Regions from separate parts of the Gossypium hirsutum genome. Here regions 1 and 2 are each linked to region 3. A link is a contact called in public Hi-C data. All regions are on one chromosome and are shown on one strand. The core of a region is the stretch at or near the end of the contact, and the rest is flanking DNA. Distances in the headings are between cores, read along the strand shown.

Region 1 (2,700 bases), core at 4-2,503, 400 kb before region 3:
CCCATCTGACTCAGTCAATGATGGAGCACTGGCTAAGAAACTACTTTGTCCCTCAACAGAGATCTTACCAGAAGGAACTACCGCCGACAACACATTCTCGCTCGAAAGTTCAAGATACTGGAATGTTATAATCACCATGAACGCACATATAAGCCATATCAATTTCCTCGCATCTAATTGAAACCAAGATTTAAGTTCATGTCCCATTGAGTAACAACTTGACCACTTGTCAGCTCAGTTCCAATGCTAAATGTCATCCCTGCATTATGTTCCTTAGCCCCTGAATTTAGTCATAATGAAAGTCCTTCACCGATTAATGAACCTAACTCAAGCAAAGAGTAAAATGATTCAAAAATCTAATAATCAGCATACATGAACAATTATTGAGCCTATTTTAGCAGTCAATGAATCAAGTAGGAAAAAGAAGTCAACAAATTAGAGAATACAAAAACACCGGTTCATATTTTAAACCATTAAATACAGATCTAACGCCGATTCTTTCATTAATCAAAATCCAGAAAATATAGAGAGAAGTGACGAAGCAACAAGAAATAGAAAAATAAACTAAAACAAGAAAGCGAAAAGAATAATGCTTACGAATTTCGCTCGTCGAACTCGCACTCTTCAGTTAGGTGGAAAAGAATCCAATTAAGAAAATGAAAATTCTAAAATTCAAGAAAATGGAGAAGCAAAGAATCAGAATACTTATAATTGTATATCTGTTTTAGCGGTCAATTAATCAACTAGCAAAAAGAAGTCAACGATGTAGAGTGTACAAATCACCGGTTCATATTTTAAACCATTAAATACAGATCTAACGCCAATTATTTCACTAATCAAAATGCAAATCCAGAAAATACAGAGAGAAGCGAAGAAGCAATCAGGAATACAAAATTCAACTAAAACAAGAAAGTAAAGAAAAAAAATGCTTACGAATTTCGCTCGTCGAACTCTTGCTCTTCGGTTTGGTGGAAAAGAAACTAATGATGAAAGCGAAAAATCTAAAATTCAGGAAAATAAAGAAGCAAGGAATCTTCTCCAAGAGGCGCGCAGTTGTAAAACTAGAGAGATGAAATTCTTCTTCTTCTTTACTCCGTTTTCTTTTTGCTTTTGCTTTTGATGAACTCGTTTTCTTTTTTTTCTACCAAGCAGCCAAACTGTAAAATGTTGAGAATTTGAATGGGAATTTTAAAGCTTCAATGCCTTACAGCTTCCGTGTTACTGAGAAATTAATTTTTTATTGGCTTTACCAATAAGTTGGAAACAAAGAACCTCTCCTGGTCGGCTTTTATTTTTACTCAGGTAAATAATAAATGTTTTTGGACGAGAAAGGACAGTCATTTATTATTATATTTCGTTATTACCGCAGCTACCGATTCCTTTAACATACCATGACTATTTGCTAACTTCATCCATCCATCAATCACCTAGTTACTACATTCTTAATAAAGGAATGACTCATTACTATTGACCCATTCTAGATTGCCCTAAAAAAAATTAAGATTTTTAACTTTTTAGATTCATGATTGAACCATATGTAACATCACATGTGTAATTTCCAAGTATTTTTTTTTCTTTTGTAATTATAAAAATTTGGCTACCAAATGTAATTTTATTTTGGAAAATAAAATCTTAATACCACTCAAGTCTTGCTTCGCAGTTTTATTCTGAACAGGCCTCTTCCCAAATGGCCCATAACTCTGGTGATGTTTTCTATTAATTCCTTTAGAACTCAAATTTGACATGATTTTCTTACTTTTATTAGAAACCCCTATTTCCTTCCTAGAAATCGAAACCAGCTCACCGGTGTTTGTATCCAAAAAAACTAATGCATTAAATCGTAATTCCAAAAAAGTCTTTTCTTGATTTTTTTGCCCCTATTTTTTAAAGTCTCGTGATTTCCTCCACGATTTTCCCTCGACCAACATCTAAGGCCCGTAAGCCTCCTCCCTCTTCGTCACACCGGATTTCATCGATGACCTGTCATTCGGCAAAACCTCACCGCCTGCTGATTCGATACTAAGGGAGCCATTAGACACAACTCCTTCAAGTGTCTGTAACGTCCGCAACAAAAATATCATTGATAACGATTCATACTTAATAAATTGAGTGATGTCATTTATCAAAACTTGAGATACGAGGGGTAAATAATAGAAAAACAATAATTACTAATACTTTTAATCCTCGTGGATACAATATTTTTACTCACCGTAGTTATACTATTTATCGATAGGTGCAATTGTCTTCGTTGTATTTTTAATTAGTTTAGTGACACATCAGCACCCTATCATTTGATCCAGGGGATCCCATTAACAATAGACCTTGTGACATCCCCTTTTAAAAGTTCAAAATCATCATCATCGTCAAGCCCCTTCGGGTTAACTGACTTCCTAAATTCAACAATACCTTACCCCAATAACATATCTTTCCACAATAGTGTTGCTTCAGTCGATGCGTTGACGGCTATATCTATGGTGGTTACTACCATACCATCCTTGAACTGCACTTTCTTGGTGCCTTGATCTTCATTAGAATATGCTTTGGTTTGTAACACCCCCATACCCGACCCAGTCGTCAGGTCAAGATATCAGGATGTCACATTCATTACTGAAGCAATTACAGAAATTTCAAATTGATTTATCATATTATTTGATTATTAAAAATTATTTTACTCATTTTAATAATAAATGGATTTTTGAA
Region 2 (2,700 bases), core at 21-2,520, 270 kb before region 3:
CCCGCCTTGTTTAACACCTTAAATCGTGATTTTCCAGTTTCCTTGCGAGATTTTGCCCCGTCTGTTACTCCCATATCTCTGTCGGTGTTAACTCTGCCAACCCGTTTTCCATGCCCGGACCTTCTTTCAACCAGCATCCAAGGCCAAAACTCCGGCCTCGCTTCCTCAACTACTCCTCCTCCGTCAGTTTCCAAAACCTCCTTCGTCGTCTCAGGCAACTTGTCATAATTATTATCCAGGGCCATCATCTGGCATAAATCTCTAACATGCCCATACCTACCACACCCAAAACAAACCGTAGGAAGAACTTCGTACTCCACCCTCTGAACAGCTCCGTCAACCAAGACTTGGGACACCAGCGGCTTCGCGAGATTAATGAAAACAGCAAATCGAGCAAAACGTCCCATGGTTCTCTTATCCGTCTGAAGATTCAATTTTACGACCTTCCCAATCAACCCCCCAACGGCTTCCACAATTTGCCGACGGAACATATACCCCGGCAAGCCCGGCAGACGGATCCAAGCCAAGACCACAGTAGGATACGGTTGCAAAGGATTAAAGTCCTTGGTCCAAGGTTGAACAGTAAGGTATTGACCAAAAATAATCCATGGACCCTGCGACAAAATGCGATCGTAATCAGTCTTATTCAAGAAACGAACTAGAAAATACCCATTTTCAATGTCCATAAGATGAAATTGAGAAATAGGTTTCCACAGACTAGATATGCGATTGTGTAAAGTATTGTAGCCGATACTCCGGCCTAGAAGTTTAATAACCACAGTTAATTCCATTTCTTTGAGCAAAATATCCTTAACCCGATCAAAAAAATTGATGGCTGGGATCCCGTTAACAATGGATATTTGCACATCATCTGTCAATAAGTCAAAATCTCCATTGCATCCATCATCTACTCCCACAGCAGAGACATCGCGTTCCAACTCAAATGAAGCTGATTCTCTACCCAAAAACTTATCTTTCCACGATGGTGTTGGAGATATAACAGAATCTACAATCATATCCACAGAATCATCCTCAAGACCGTCCTTAAACCTCACTTTCTTAGTGGTCCGATCCTCGATAGAACGAGGATCTCCCACATCTCTGTTGGCCGAAGAAGGCTGAGCAAGAGAGCGTTCTTTAGACATTTTTCGAACTATTTAGACTTATAATTTAAAATCATTTAACTGTTAGTTTTTCATTAAAATAGTTAACCAATAATCACATAATCTCTCTTACTTTAATAAGTTATCGATAACTTATAATATAAAAACTAAATTGATCTCATTCTTGTAATAAAGATACCTCTCAAAAAATTTCACCAATATATAAAGATGGAATGAATATGTCGAGATCGTGAAGAGTTGGTGCGGTCCTCTTCATGTTAGCTTTTTTTGTTTTAATCATATATATTTGACGTTCAAATAGTGAAACATAATTATAATTGCAAATTTTCAATCTTTATCTTTCACTCCTTTGTTTTTCTTTTTGTTCTTTTTCATCAGTCTTAGATCAAATTTCTGAGGTCATGGAAGCAGCTCACTTAGTTGACTTTGTGATTTAATTTAAAAGCAAATCCCTAATTTTAAATGACAAAAAGAAATTTAAAAAAAAATCATTTAAAGTACAATTATTACCATTCCCACCAACAATAAAAATAATCTCTACTAATATAATCTTCCAAACACATGTGATTGGTCAATCAATCGAATTACTAAAACACCCTAAAAAAAAACTAATAATAACCCTCAGATATATTGAAATTCAAGACTCGAAATCTATTAAATATTATTTGTAAAGTGTAAGCTAAATGATTTCAGCTTCAAATAACACTTGATTTCCCAACATCCACCAATTGTATCATCGTATGTAGTACTAAGTCCCACATAAGCTGGAGTTACTACTATAAATTTAATTTTCTATTAACTACAAAATCATTCTACAAGAAATCTAATATTTTTATATGATATTTAAGTTACTTTAATTTGTAAAATGAAAAAAAGGAGTTGGAATCCACATCCTGTAAAATTATTTTTGCAACAACCATAATTGCCTCCTAAATAAAGTTTAAAGTTGATTAATATTTTTTATTACTTTTCATTAAAAAAAATAAAAGAGAAAAAACAGGAACCAAACATCTTTAAATTTGACATGTTCCAATAGCAAACCTGTACATGCAGTGTTGTTTGTCCCGTAAGACATGATTGAACCATTACTGCAAAAGTTGGTCACTGCTTTGTTGTTTTGTTCATCATGATTCATCACTCCACCATATAGTCCTACCTCAATTATTACTAAATATTGAAAGAGAATAAAATATCTCAATTATTACTAAACGTGATAGATAATAATATTATTATTCAACATATATATATTTTTAAAGCTCACTTTTATTTTTTTATTAAAGTAATATTTAATCTTTTAAATTTGATAATTTATTTTATCTTTGCACCTAAACATTTTTTAGTTCACATTAATTTTAAAATTAAAATTGTTTAAGTATCGGGTTATTTGTCCAAACCCAAAAGACCATCTAAAATTTGAAAGGGTTTGAACAAAATTATTAGACTTAAAAATGAGTTTGGCCAAAATAATAGGTCTACTTAAAAGAATAGTATTTTTTTTATGAATTATATAATTTATATCACATAAAAATTAAATATATAGTCATATATAATATAATAATGTAAACATAATTAAAAA
Region 3 (2,700 bases), core at 129-2,628:
GATTTATCTTCAATCACAATAGCATAAAGAGCTGGTTGGTGACAGCCAGAAGGGGATAGTTGAAAGTCACCAGGTCCAGCTGAAATCCAGTATCTCAGTGATCCATTTATGCACTTGGATACACTTACAGTTTGTATAAGAATTCTTCGGAGAGTCTCACGATCAAATGGAAGAATGATTTTTGCCATAGTTGCCGACTTTACGATACGATCAACATGTTGGTCTAATTCATAGAGGTGTCTGAAATGTAGAAAAAACATAATAGAGCTTTACAAAGTACCAACTTAACATGCATATATACATACACAAGTAATTTTCTCTTCTTGGTTGAAAAACACCCAATTCTATTGGATTCAAAGCCTCAATCTTGATTCAATCAAGATATAATATAATTTTTTCATCAATCTGTTAATCAATCCAACTTGTTATAAAAAGGGTTATTAAATTATTTTATGATTACGGACTCCATTCCAAATTAGGGACAAAAAAATGAGCTCTTTGGCTGAAAGATTCACTAACCTGTTCGCTATTGTGGCAGTATCAAAGACACCATGTCCCCTATGAACCATGTGATCATCCATAGGGATCACCATGGCAGCTTCATCGGTTACTATTCCACCAAATATGCTAGAGTACATAGCCAGGTATTGCTGGTTCCCTTTGTTGTTTTCTCTGTTATGTTTTAGCTTTTCAATAGCCTTCAACAAACCAAAAAAAGTAAATAAAAAAAAAGAAAAGAAAGAAAAACATTACAGATGGGAAATCAAAGATATCATGTAAGACAGAAAGAAAGAAACCTCTAAACAAGACAGTAAAGGAATGTCTGATAGTTTATCAGTAGAATCTGCCAAGACAAAATCACCCACCAAATACAGAAAGCTCATAAGAAATGATGCGATATGAAATGTAATAACATAATTTACCAAAAAATACACACTAACCGATCATTGATTCAGTTTGATTAGAACTTCTAACGATTGTCAAATCCGAGAAAGACCCATTTTTCATAAGAGGAAGATTTCGTGGAACAAGACATAAATCATACAACAGGTGCGTGTATCTAGTCGGAAAATTGGACGTATATTTAGGGTAAGAAGCTGAAAGAGAAGCCATGGAAGCCATAGATGCTACTAGTTGTTTGAGTGAGTGGAGAAATGAAGAGCGGTGTTTATCTTTTAGTAGGCTATGGAAATGGTTGACTTAATAGTACTATGGTGGATTGGATTCCATTTCCAAAAGAGTGTGACGACGAGACCTAAGGACAAAACTTTGCCGGCCGAGTGGATTATCTCCCAGAAACGACCTTCAGCATTTACAAGCCTGTATGGCGCGTGGAGCCACAACCAATTAGCGTTGAAGAAGGTTTATTTGGTTAGGTTTTGTCGATTTTTTTTAAATTTATGAATTTCTTATAATAATTCTATTTTAATTTTTGGTTTTATACAAGTTTCAAAGTACCTTTTATAGATATATTCTTAAAAAACTTAATTTTTCTAGTAATTAAAAAATTTAACAACTCTTCTATCTTTCTTACTATTAATAAAATCTTTAAGTAGGATGCTCTTACGAGTATTAATTCGATTAAAAAATTATAAAAATAATATTTTATATTTAAAAGAAGATATTTAAGGTTATTTTAATCTTTTTAATTTTTAAAAAATAATAAAAATATACGATTTAAATTCATGTCAATCAATTTCATTGGAAAAACTTTAAATTTACTAAATAACTACAAATTTATTTTGATTTATTTATACATTTGAATTTTACTACTTATACTTTATTACATCCATCAATTCTATTTCTATATGATTAATAAAATTCCTGACTGCATTGGTGTCACCAGTCGCCCAGAACTAACTAAGTTAGGAAAATTATAAAAATAATCTTTAATTTTAAAAAGTTTGCCTTAGCTTTTAAAAGTTTATATCTTTTGTCAAATTGACCCTTATTTTTTTTAAAAACTAAATTTGACCCTCATTCTTTTAAAAAAAAGTCAAATTTCACTATCAATCTTTTGAAAAATAGTTTAATTTATTTTTTAATGAAAATATGGATTAAAATCTTGAAACTTAAAACATAGCAATTTACATAGCAGTTCATGTATTCATATATATATTTTAATTTTTATGAGCCTTTTATAAATTTTAATATAATTTATAATTATTTTTTTATAATTTTCAAATTTAATGCAACATTATCACTAATTATTTTGAACAACTTTATTAAAAATGACATGGTTTATTTTTTATATCATCCACAAAAATTGTCCAAAATATAAAAGAAATATTAATTGATATAAAATCAAATGCAAGGGTAAAACAACCAATTAGTAAAAGTATTTATACGGGAGTATAATATATATAATATTAGTCATAAAATATGAAAAGAATTAATTATAAATTTGTACTGGGATTTTTAATATTAACAAAAAAAATATTAAATTTACAATCAACTCAAGTGACGTATTGAGAAAAGTTGTTTTACCAGGACTAGGGCAGACAGTCAGGATGGCCGAGTGGTCTAAGACGCCAGGCTCAAGTTCTGGTCCTCGTGAGAGGGCGTGGGTTCAAATCCCACTTCTGACAAATTTAACTTGATTTTCATTAAGTGTGGTTCTGGCTCTCTTTTGTCAACAAGCCCAAATTTTTAAAATTTGGTTCATTTTTCTCAAGAAGCCCAAAAATGGAAGAGCAGCCC

Evidence for each region. A called contact is a pair of places that touch in the nucleus more often than the background predicts.
Region 1: a contact with region 3 is called in a Hi-C map of leaf, with 2.7 times the contacts expected there. The contact joins the promoter of LOC107897103 here to the promoter of LOC107963323 in region 3. A contact is called at or near these places in 3 of 34 Hi-C or Micro-C datasets (all in leaf).
Region 2: a contact with region 3 is called in a Hi-C map of leaf, with 3 times the contacts expected there. The contact joins the promoter of LOC107928759 here to the promoter of LOC107963323 in region 3. A contact is called at or near these places in 3 of 34 Hi-C or Micro-C datasets (all in leaf).

What each region holds. Positions count from the first base shown.
Region 1 is chrA06:33,638,140-33,640,839 of Gossypium_hirsutum_v2.1, forward strand. It overlaps LOC107897103 (probable glycosyltransferase At3g07620), which reads right to left and starts at 1,254. Exons shown (of 6, transcript XM_016822444.2): 1 at 934-1,254; 2 at 598-665; 3 at 1-322. The coding sequence starts at 207.
Region 2 is chrA06:33,772,718-33,775,417 of Gossypium_hirsutum_v2.1, forward strand. It overlaps LOC107928759, which reads right to left and starts at 1,271. Exons shown (of 3, transcript XM_016860026.2): 1 at 1-1,271. The coding sequence starts at 1,145.
Region 3 is chrA06:34,042,979-34,045,678 of Gossypium_hirsutum_v2.1, forward strand. It overlaps LOC107963323 (D-amino-acid transaminase, chloroplastic), which reads right to left and starts at 1,379. Exons shown (of 5, transcript XM_041115180.1): 1 at 942-1,379; 2 at 798-844; 3 at 520-698; 4 at 1-240. The coding sequence starts at 1,122. TRNAL-CAA (transfer RNA leucine (anticodon CAA)) reads left to right here and starts at 2,505; the gene lies at 2,505-2,588.